3 separate regions of the Mus musculus genome follow, and all the other regions are linked to region 2. Evidence: chromatin contacts called from public HiChIP or PLAC-seq data. All regions are on one chromosome and are shown on one strand. Each heading gives the region's core, a stretch centred on a gene start, on an enhancer-like site or on the middle of the called end of the contact. The rest is flanking DNA. Distances are from core to core; before and after follow the strand shown.

Region 1 (3,561 bases), core at 980-3,479, 420 kb before region 2:
CAACTTGAGAGAAGCTGCCAATAGCTTGAGTGGCTGTTAGCCAATTTCTAACAATCACCATGTTTTACTGGTGCTGTAGCAACTCTACACTGGTGGCTCCATCAAACCCAACCTGCCTGATCAGGTTTATCACCATCAAAGTTTTCACCAAATTGTGCTGTGCTTAAATATGCCTAAAATAAACTATTTGGGGTCAGACTTCCAAAGTTTGAACCAACACTAACTACTTAGTCCTGTTGTGCCTGAGCTACCCTTTAGCCTCCTGTGGATCATTACTTTGCTGGCTCTGGTGACTGCAAGGATTCCGGCAGGTCCCAGTGTCATACTTCCTCCAGCATGGTTGCACCCCAAAGAGCATCATCCCCAACTGTTCTAATGCCTGAGACTACAGGGAAATATCTCATTCAAACCCACTGCACTGCTTGAAACTGAGGCAGGTGAGCATAGGAGATAGTTTAGTACACTAAGACCCCCATCCCCTATTTGATTTGAGATTATGAAGACACAGTCCTCTTGCAGTAACACACTTGGGAGCCTTCAGTGTCACATACTATACACACACACACACACCTCTCCAAACAATGCCTCTAGTAACCTCAGAACTTCTAGCTATATCAGGCTACCCATACTTCCATCTCTGAACAGTAGTATAAGTTTTCCCGTCCTTGGCAATGTTCAAATTAGACAGTTTCCATTCAAGTATATTCTCAGCATTGTCTGTGTATGAAGAATGGAAAAGCTGATCTGGCCTGACCTAGTTTCAGATGCATACACAAGAAAGGAAAACTGTGCCCTCTGTTACTTTTAGGGAGACCCTCCTATTTACCTTATGCTGATACATAAGGGCACACTTATGTTTAAAATCAGATGCATTATAAAAAGGACATGCACAGTAGAGAAAACGAATATATGACTTACTCTATCAATCAGAGTAGAGAACCACCCAAACTACATATCTAGTAATCAGCACCCCCTTCTCCTGAACCCTATAAAAGGAAGCCCTGAGCAATAATCTGGACACTGAGAATCTTCACTCCCATAACTCATTGTCAATCTTTAATAGCATACCTACATAATATGTAATTTCACTTTTACTCAAATAACATTATCTTACTTTTTTTCTGTAAGCTCTTAAATTCAATTCTTTGGAAAAGAGGCCAAGAACCTAGAAATGCCCAGCCCAGACCCAGAGCACCAGTTATGACACTACTGTCATTGTCAGACTGGTGAGGAAGATGCCAGGAGAGAACAAAGGAAACTACTAGGCTGAAAGGAGGGAGAGACAGAGAAGGGAGGATGAGAATAAAAGGACCTGCTGTTTGCTGGACTGCAGCTCTGTATTAGAGCACTTACCACTCTTGCATAAAGACCTAGGTTCAATATCCAGTACTGGGGAGTGGGGATAGTGGAGGAAGGGCAGAGCCTGCTGTTCTACACCTGATAGTCTCTGTCTCTTTAAGGGTATAGTGTATTTTTGGTCTTTTTCTATTACATCATCAACCTAGTGAAAACTAGCAAAAGCCCATTGTTTCCTTCCTTCTTTCCTTCCTTCTTTCCTTCCTTTCTCTCTTTTCCTCTTTCTCTCTTTCCTTCTTTCTTTCCCTTTTCAAGGCAGGGTTTTGTAGCCCTGGCTGTCCTGGAACTCACTCTGTACACCAGACTGGGCAGGAATCAGAAATCTGCCTGCCGGGCAGCCGGGTGTGGTGGTGCACGCCTTTAATCCCAGCACTCAGGAGGCAGAGGCAGGCAGATTTCTGAGTTCGAGGCCAGTCTGGTCTACAAAGTGAGTTCCAGGACAGCCAGGGCTATACAGAGAAGAAACCCTGTCTCGAAAAACCAAAAAACCAAAAAACAAAACAAAACAAAAAAACCAACAAAACAAAAAATTCCAGCAGCAGGTCAGATTGACCAATTCTAACACCAAGACCTTGCCGCTGCGCGCCCAACTCACGGTGCAGATGCATATATGCCCTGAACTCAGCCGTCAGGGCGGGAGGATTATTTTCCAGGCAACTCGAAGCCCAAGTGATGCCCGCACCCGCAGGTAACGGAATGTAAGCTGACCTCTGCTGGTACCCAGACCTGATCCTTAAACAAGACCTGTGAGTGGTTGCACTCCCTTAGACCAGAGGCCAGGCCTTCCCCGATTGGTCAACGTTGGGCTGGCGCTAGCTTCCATTGGTTAAGTGCTGCGTCTCGGCGCGTGGCCTTCTGGGAATTGTAGTCTCAGTGTCCCTGGCGCTGCCGCCATTGTCCAGCGGGAGGCCAGTCGGGTGGTCCCCAGGACGGGGCTGAGTTTAAAATTAGGGTGTCCTTGGACGTCTGTGGCTAACCTGTTGGCCTGGAATGGACCACCAGGACAAAGCAGCAACAGTGGCAATGGCCTCGCGGCCGCAAGCAACACAACTTCAGGTAACAAAAAGGACAGATTGGACTCCGAGTCCTGCTGTCCCCGACAGAGTGACCTGTAACCCGCGGCGCTTTTTCCACAAGAGAAACAAGCGCTGTGGCTCAGCCTCCGAGCCTGGGTCCAAATCTAGTTCCCTCTGTGTGCATGCTTCAGCCTCCTGTCTGCGTGCCATGGGGTGGAGGGGAGGAGGGTGGTCATTTCCCTGAGGACTGACAGGCTCTGCTCAGGGGTTCGATCCCACTCTGGCCAACGCCCTCCCATTTATCCCGAAAGACGGTTCTCGGAGATGACAGGTGACTGGCTAGCATTACAGAGCAACCACATTGCGGGTACGGTCCTCAAAACATGTCCTAAGGCGCAGAATCAACCGACTTTTAAGGGAACCTCCGCACCATGACCCCTATTTTGCAAGTAAGGCATAACTTCACGGGGCAGAGGTACCAAGTTAGGAAAACAGAAGTAACTAGTAAGGGTCACGCCCTTCTGGGCCTTGGGAAAACTGGTAGGTGTGGCTATCAGTGTTTGTCTAGCTCCTGATCATCAAAGTCTGCACTTGTAGACAAATTGCTTATTCTGTTCACCGTAGTTCACCTAGCAGAAGCCAAGACCATTTCATACATAAGTTCTGCAACTTTGAAATTATGCTCTGGAGGTCAGGAGGTGGGTATTTGGTTTGCTTGGGGGAAATTTGCGTTAATTACATTTGGTGTGAAAAGTAAGCTTATGATAGTCTTAGATTGCAAATGATCAGATTCATGTCATCTCAGTTTTTCATGAAATGTGACCAGAGTGTAGAACTGAGAACTGAGGCCTATCAACAGCTATATGAATGAGCCATAGTGAAGGTGGATTCGCCAGCCCCAGTCAAGTCTCAGGTAACCGTCATGAGGCTGACAGTTTGTCAAGGAGTAAGCGATGAGACGGGCGGGAAAAGAGGTGTGTTTAATCAATCTGTTGTCGTGTTTCAGGTAGTACACACAAAACGTAGTGAGACCTGAAATAAACACTACTTCATGGTTTCTGATGGGGTAGGAAATCAAGAGTGACTTAGTTTATGGATCTACCCTAGGCTCTTAAAGTTATATTCAAAATGACAGTCCAACAGTTATTACTTGAGACTTATCAGAGCCTAGAAGACCCACTGTCAAGAT
Region 2 (3,499 bases), core at 714-3,213:
ATTGTTCCAAATTAGGATTCTGATTTCAAACTTAAGCAAGGTCAAGGCACAACTCATACTTTTTAAAAGGCAGAACAATAGAAACACAATAAACAAGAGGGACTATTAGAGATCAACTAAGGATTGAACAGGCAGCCCTCTCCACTTCCATTGGCCCCATCCCACCCCATAGGTTTTAGTTCTATCTATACATGACTCCCAGTCTGGTTGTGCTCACACAGCTCCTTGTCTTTCTCAGACTGACCGTTGCTTAGGCTTTTTACACTGACCTAATGGGAGCAGGCATTTACTAGCAACGAAGCAATCTGTAGACAAGGGGGAAGTCCCCTAATTCCAGATAGCTAGAGAAATATCCAGCCAATGAATAGAGACAGGTTACTGCAGTGTCGTCTTCTACTTTCTTCCCCACTGCTGCATCTATTAAGGTCGTCAGCTGGAGTCCATCCGGGCTGAGGTAGCTGAGAAGGGGGATGTGGGGCTGGTGGCCGAGAACAGCCGCAGCACTCAGAGACTCATGCTGCCTCCACCTCCACTTACTATTTCTGGAGTCTTCACCAAATTCTGTGACATTGCCCGGCTCACTGGCAGTGCTGTAAGTAGAGCAGGGTGGCTTATCCCAACCTCCAAATGTCCCAAGACCCAGAACAAAGCCTGTGGTGGGGACTGTGTACCTTAGTGTTCGTTTGTGCTTGTGCAATTTACAGTGTCTCTTTTTGTTCTTCTCTGGAGAACCTAGCATCTCTTGGGTGTCAGGACACTTGTTAATGCTTGTTGGACAAAGGGAGAGAGGCTCATTGTCATTGCTCTCAGATTAAGACACTACAACAGGTTGTGGTGGTTGATCATGGCAGTGGCAGATTTTCCAAAGCTGAAAAATGTTCTCTGATGGTTCCTTGCCTATTCTCTACTTTGTTTAGTCCATGGCCAAGAAGATGGACATTATCAAGGGCCTTTTTGTTGCCTGCCGCCACTCAGAAGCCAGGTACATTGCCAGGTAAGCATGGGGCTCATGACAGTGGGGAGGCATATGGGTCTAGCTTATGAGCACTTGGCAGTTGCAGACACTGCACACACCCTGACTGCCCTCTCATGAGAAAAATAACAACATGACCCAGTTCTGACTTTGCATTGGAAGCCCATTTTAGTTACCTTTGTATTACTATGGTTAGACCACTTGATGGAGGAAAGGAATATTTTAGTTCATGACTTGGACAGTTTGGGTCCATCTTGGTAGGGAAGGCATGGTAGGGTTTGTGGCAACAGGAGTGTGTGGGGGAGGCTCCTCACATCACAGCACATAAGGAAGCAGAGTAAGACCAGGACCAAGACCTGTATAACCTCTTAAATAGTGACCTAGTGACCTGTTTCCATTGGGTAGGCCCCATTTCTTGAAGTTTTCACAGCCTCCCCAAATAGTATCACCAAGCTGTAGATGAGCATTCAAAGTATGAGCCTGTGGAGAGCATTTCATATCAAACCATACATGTCATGGGCTAACTATTCTCCATTGGTGATGCTGCCTAGAGAAGGATCCTTGAGTTCAAGGGTAAATTTTGTGGTTGATTATTGATGTCTGCCTGCATTCAGTATAAGCTGTCATGACAGTGGAAAGTTACTGATCTCTCTTGAAGTGTGTTCTGCCCTGTACCTAGTCTCCCCATCTAGTCTCCCAGCCACTATGTGAGATAGATCTATTATCCTCAATACAGTGGAGCTGATTGCCATGGACTGGGCCCAGTTGGCCCCCCTCAATCCATGGGAATCAGGGTCTCGGACAGATGGGCGAGAATGGGGGACAAACCGGGAGTGTGGATCTGAATGTAATGTGTCAAATAGAGCATCAAACTTTTTATACAGAAGAAAATAGGGAAGTTAGATGACACACCAGTGAGGTACCTTTATGACTCCTACACAAAACAGAGGAATGCAAACACAAAGGACTGTCAGGAACCAGCTGGAATAAAATTCAAAGTTAACCACTGGGATCAAAAGCAGCCCCACCCAAGGTCAGCTTTATCTTAGAAGTCAGGGGCTAGGGCTTTGTGCCCTTGCCTTAGTTCCTATTCTAGTCTGTTGTATAGTCCACCTTCCCCCTACGCCATTGTAAATTCCTGTGTATGGGTGTAACTCAGTAAGTATCTACTTTGGTTTCTCCTTAGATCACAAACTTCCTAGATAATGGTAAATTCCTGCATATGGATGTAGCTTGCCCTGAAATTTCTAACTCTGTGTAGTAGATAGTAATGTCTGATTTCTTTCACTATCTCTCTTACTATACTAGAGGCAATTCTGAATGTCACTGAATAGGCAACATTCTTACTGAATTCAAAGCCCTTGGTCGGCTCAAGGACTGCCCAGGACTGGTGAGGAATCTAACTTAGCTGTGTGTCAAATAGAGGCACTTATAATAAAGCAGTCTTAAGGGAAAGCACCCAGATCCATTTACCAACTAAAGCAAGGACATTGGAGCATTCGTTATACAGGATGCCATGGTTCGCCTCGGGACAGCGCCCAGGTTTTTGGGGCCTGTCGCGCGTGTCGCTACTGGAGTGAATGTAGCAGCTGATAGAGGTGGGGTGCAGGCAGTGTAGCGATCCAGCCTGGGCTGGGTCAGATTTTTGACTGTTACACCCACTAGCAGAGTCGGGTTCTGTTTTACCTTTTGCCTGTGACTTGCCCTCCTCAAGCCTATACCCTCTTGGCTGTGAAATTCCTGCTTTGTTTCCCAGTGGCCATCGGTCATGGCCATCTCTGTCTGGCCCTGATATCCTTATCTTTTAGGGATTATATGACATCTTGGGTCCCTTTGAGGCTTTGTAGACTAAATATTGAAGAGGTTCCACAAAAGGTGGAGGCTGGGAGACAGGAGCAGGCAAATTGTGGTGGGCAAGATGAGAGTGGCCAGTCAACTCACAGCTGCTGTCCTATCCTCAGGTCCCTAAGCGGGCGGCTGCGCCTTGGCCTAGCTGAGCAGTCGGTACTGGCTGCTCTTGCCCAGGCTGTGAGCCTCACACCCCCTGGCCAAGGTGAGTAGCTCCGGCCCATTTTTATCCCATCACTGTGTTATCAGGGTTTCTTTTTCCCATCTATTGCCACATTCTCTTCTGAGAATGCACTTGGGCAGCCTACCTCATTCCTTGCCCTGTCACATGCCATACATCACCCTCTGTGACCCTGGACCTTTGAATTACTGAGGGGTCTTGCTCATTACTAAGCTGCTGGTTGGTCTTCTCATAGAATTTCCCACGGCGGTGGTGGATGCTGGGAAGGGCAAGACAGCAGAGGCCAGAAAGATGTGGTTGGAAGAACAAGGCATGATCTTGAAGCAGACCTTCTGGTGAGATGCAGGGTTGGGGGAGAATAATGACCAGCACATGAGGGACTGACGTGGGACTCATAATAGCAAGGGATTACGGTCTAGACCAGGATGATATGATGCTTGGTTATGAGCGGTGAGAGGCAGAGATAGCATGTGAGGACTGCAGGCACAAGATGCCCA
Region 3 (3,658 bases), core at 491-2,990, 270 kb before region 2:
ATTATACCGCATCTGTCTGTCCTACCTCAGAGTCTTAGCTCGCTTCTGTCTAAATTTTCTTTCCTGTTTGGGGACAGTGTCTGGATAGTTACTTCTACCAATACCTATAATTATTATTTTATTTTTAAAAAATTCACCAGGCATGGTGGTGTGAGCATTTAATCCAGCCCTCAGGAGGCAGAGGCAGGTGAATCTCTGTGAGTTGGCTAGCTGAGTCTACAGAACGCTACAGAACGAATTCCCGGACAGCCACGGATGTTACACAAAGAAACTGCCTTGAAAACAAAACAAAAACAACAAAAAATTAAATCGCATGTGTAGTGAATGCGCACACGTGCCTCAGACTGAGCATGAAGTCAGGACAATCTGAGGGAGTTGGTTCTTTCCTTGTACTTTGGGGTCTTGGTGATTAAACTCATGTGGTCAGGCTTGGTGGCAAGTGTTCCTGAGCCGTCTCACAGGCCTCCATCACCGCTCTTTCCCACCCCTTGCCGTGGTTCTGGTGTGGTGGGGATACAGCTTCGTACAGCCTAGGCAAGCAAGCGGTCTGCCACCCATTCAAATTCCCAGGCCCCATCACTTATTTACTTTGCCCTTGTGTCTCTGGTACCCTAAAGTCTGCTCCCGGGGTTGAGGTAGGCGTGGTTCACAGGCACCCTATCCTGGTGAGTCCAGTCCCAGCAGTCCGTGAAAATACTCCGCAAATATTTCTACGGGGAGCCCGCACTCCCCCCGCCCCCCAACCCCGTGCTTGCTTTGCCAGCTTCCAGATCATACCCTCCTTTCTTGAGGTAGGAAGTGAGAGTCCAGAGGCTGGGTCTGGTGGGGGCGTGGCCCGCCGAAGGGTGAGCGCTGAACTGCCGAGGAAGGAACAAAGGCTGGGGCGGGGCAAAGCCTTGGGCCCCCAGCCTGATTGGGAACAAAGGCCACACCCGGGACAGTGGCGGGATACTCCTCGTCTCTCCGCTGCCACGTGGGTGAACACCTGGTTCCGCGCGGAAGGGGTAGCCTCTTGCCGTTGAGAGCCTTGGAACTGCTTGCGGGCAACAACTCACTGTAGCCCAGATCCAGACTGGCGAACGGATTGCCAGTGCACTGCAAGGCTGCAGAGGCATCCACTCTCAGCACGGCAGTGTTTGGGAAGGGGGACAGGTTGCCTTTTCACATTGATCCTGCTTCTGAGATGAAACGCTTAGCCGCACTTGATCCTGCTATCCTCTACCTTAGATCAGATTCTTCAACCTAGGTCCAGCTCCTCAGTCAAGATTCCTCCCCAGGTCTTATTTCTCCCTCAGATAAGATTTATCAATCAGATCCAACTTTAATTCCTTAGCGTTAAATGTTCAGTTCTCCTAACACACACACAAAAAAAAAGAAAAAAGAAATCACACTAAAATCAGTATAGCAGAGGACTAACACAGAAGGGGCTTTCGAAGGACTGGGCAGAGTTTTACAGAATGGCTTCGCAGTATCTCTCTGTGATCTGCGGTTTGACTTGGACAACTTTCTGCTTCCCGAGTTTAACAATAAGAAAGTTTGGGTTAAGACCGCCTCCACGTTCGGCGGGAACTTCCTGGCAAAGACCCCCTCACCCCCTCCACCTGGGCTCCGGCGCTTTGCTCTGCCGTGGCCCCGCCCACCCTGTATTGTCCCGCCCCTCTTCCCCGACTATAGGCCAGGCTGCCGCTGCAGACGTCGCCACGCCTGCTGAGGAGGCGGGGCCTAAGGTTCGGCTCTGCAGGACCTGCGCGCTCAAGCACGCGGGTTGCCAGCCTGGGTGCACCGTGCGGTGGGCATGGGAGACGTCAAGCACGCACTCTGCGGGTGAATTCCTCACCAGCAGCATTGCTACTCTGGATCTAGAGGGGCGGCAGCGAGTGGAAGGGAGGGCCCTGGCGCGTGCGTAATCTGCGCCCCGCCCCCAGGCTGCGGTGCCCAACGCGCGTGCGCGGCGTCGTCGGCGCCAGATATTTCTGTCCCGCCTCCAGGCCGCGGCTCTTTCTGCGAGCGGCGCGCGGTCAGGCGGTTGTTCGCAAGTCTTGCGGCGCGAGTGTCTCAGAAGCGAGGGAGGAGGCGGCGCTGGTGGCGGCGCCGTCGTCTGTACAGAGGCCCGCAGCCAGCGGCTTGGCCGCATCTCGACAGCGCCTGGGGCGCGGCGGGCGTCGGCCCAGGAGACGCGTGGCGGCGCTCGGCCTCGCGGCATCGGCGGCTGCCTGGCCGTTGGCGGCGAGCGCACTTGCGCCTGCGCAGCGGGCTCCGTGCCCCTCCTCCCCTGGGCGGCCCCCCCACCCCCCCGGCGGCGTGTGAATGGCGGCCTCGGCGGCAGCGACTGCAGCGGCCTCGGCCGCGACGGCCGCCTCGGCGGCCTCTGGTAGCCCAGGGTCGGGCGAGGGCTCGGCGGGCGGTGAGAAGCGTCCGGCTGCTTCCTCAGCCGCGGCGGCCTCTGCAGCCGCGTCGTCCCCTGCGGGGGGCGGTGGCGAGGCGCAGGAGCTTCTGGAGCACTGCGGCGTGTGTCGCGAGCGCCTGCGGCCCGAGCGGGATCCTCGGCTGCTGCCCTGTCTACATTCGGCCTGCAGTGCCTGCCTGGGCCCCGCTACACCCGCCGCAGCGAATAATTCGGGGGATGGCGGCTCGGCGGGCGACGGCGCTAGTGAGTACTGGGTGGCCAGGTGCCCCTCCCCCTCCTCGCAGCCCGTGCTCGGGACTGCGCCTGTGCGAGAGTATGGGGGCCCGGGTAGGGTTAAGTAGGCCTGCTGGTTTAAGAGGGGGCGGGGAACGGGTCCTGGCCTCTGCCAATGCCCGTTACCAGGTCTGGACACCGAGGTGCAGAATGTGATGGGAGATGTCAAGAAATCAGAGGGTGTGCATGCATTCCCATTTTTATCTTGGCAGTGGTGGATTGTCCAGTGTGCAAACAGCAGTGCTACTCCAAAGACATCGTGGAGAATTATTTTATGCGTGATAGTGGCAGTAAGGCCTCTTCTGATTCCCAGGATGCTAACCAGGTATGTCCTGTGGGAAATCTTGGGGAAGAGGGAAGCGTGACCTTTTCCAGAGCCTCTCACCATCTTCACTAGTTTGGATTGTATCCTTATGCGGTCTCAGTGTCTGGGAGGGCGGCACAGATTTGAGTGCATTGTATGAATTTTAGCTTGTGTTTACTGGCAAGTAAATACAGGTCTGCTGGGTTAGGTCTGCCTGTTCTAACCCCCCACCTTTCTATCACTCACAGTGCTGCACTAGCTGTGAAGATAATGCCCCAGCCACTAGCTATTGTGTGGAGTGCTCTGAACCACTTTGTGAGACCTGTGTGGAGGCTCACCAGCGGGTGAAATACACCAAGGACCACACTGTGCGCTCCACAGGTATGTTGGATTTGTAGGCTGTTGGAACTGCCTCTGTCTTGGTTGACTAAAATGCATACTTGATGGATAGAACAAAGAGGATTTTCAGGAACCTGACACAGAACTCAGAAATGCTTGGGTTTCAGGAGCAGACTTTGGAGGTTTAGGTGGAAAGGGAAAGGCCTCAGGCAGAGGGTGTGTAGGGCATCTGCTACCATTGGTACTAGGAAGTCTCATGGAGGGGTGTAGGTCCTGGTAGTGGGTCACTTAGCATAAGCAGCTAGTAAAGGCTAGAACGAAGTGACTTCCATCTT

Evidence for each region. HiChIP or PLAC-seq counts read pairs in DNA pulled down with a chosen protein or histone mark.
Region 1: an H3K27ac HiChIP or PLAC-seq map of embryonic stem cells shows a contact between it and region 2, with 6 read pairs. The contact joins the promoter of Zfp128 here to the enhancer-like site in region 2. A contact is called at or near these places in 6 of 39 promoter capture datasets (cranial neural crest, erythroid cells, hematopoietic stem and progenitor cells and 2 more), 1 of 115 datasets of contacts at active chromatin or transcription factors (embryonic stem cells) and 2 of 9 other capture datasets (adipose tissue and liver).
Region 3: an H3K27ac HiChIP or PLAC-seq map of embryonic stem cells shows a contact between it and region 2, with 11 read pairs. The contact joins the promoter of Trim28 here to the enhancer-like site in region 2. A contact is called at or near these places in 8 of 39 promoter capture datasets (the 3T3-L1 cell line, the C10 cell line, cranial neural crest and 5 more), 4 of 484 Hi-C or Micro-C datasets (the G1E-ER4 cell line and cerebellum), 7 of 115 datasets of contacts at active chromatin or transcription factors (the 230-238 cell line, the SCID.adh cell line, bone marrow-derived macrophages and 3 more) and 2 of 9 other capture datasets (adipose tissue and liver).

What each region holds. Positions count from the first base shown.
Region 1 is chr7:12,878,949-12,882,509 of GRCm38.p6, forward strand. It overlaps Zfp128 (zinc finger protein 128), which reads left to right and starts at 2,230. Exons shown (of 4, transcript NM_153802.4): 1 at 2,230-2,412. The coding sequence starts at 2,347.
Region 2 is chr7:13,295,803-13,299,301 of GRCm38.p6, forward strand. It overlaps Lig1 (ligase I, DNA, ATP-dependent), which reads left to right. Exons shown (of 29, transcript NM_010715.3): 13 at 426-592; 14 at 918-994; 15 at 2,935-3,026; 16 at 3,238-3,337. Among named protein-coding and RNA genes, the nearest start is that of Lig1, 19 kb to the left of the region's middle. Within about 2 kb of position 1,964, at least 15 of the 459 cell types and tissues checked have an H3K27ac peak or open chromatin away from gene starts, as enhancers often do. A contact at or near this core is called in embryonic stem cells, where this site is marked.
Region 3 is chr7:13,022,412-13,026,069 of GRCm38.p6, forward strand. It overlaps Trim28 (tripartite motif-containing 28), which reads left to right and starts at 1,741. Exons shown (of 17, transcript NM_011588.3): 1 at 1,741-2,650; 2 at 2,893-3,005; 3 at 3,233-3,365. The coding sequence starts at 2,308. Gm31649 reads right to left here and starts at 2,178. Exons shown (of 1, transcript XM_006540453.4): 1 at 1,297-2,178. The coding sequence starts at 2,134. The coding sequence ends at 1,589.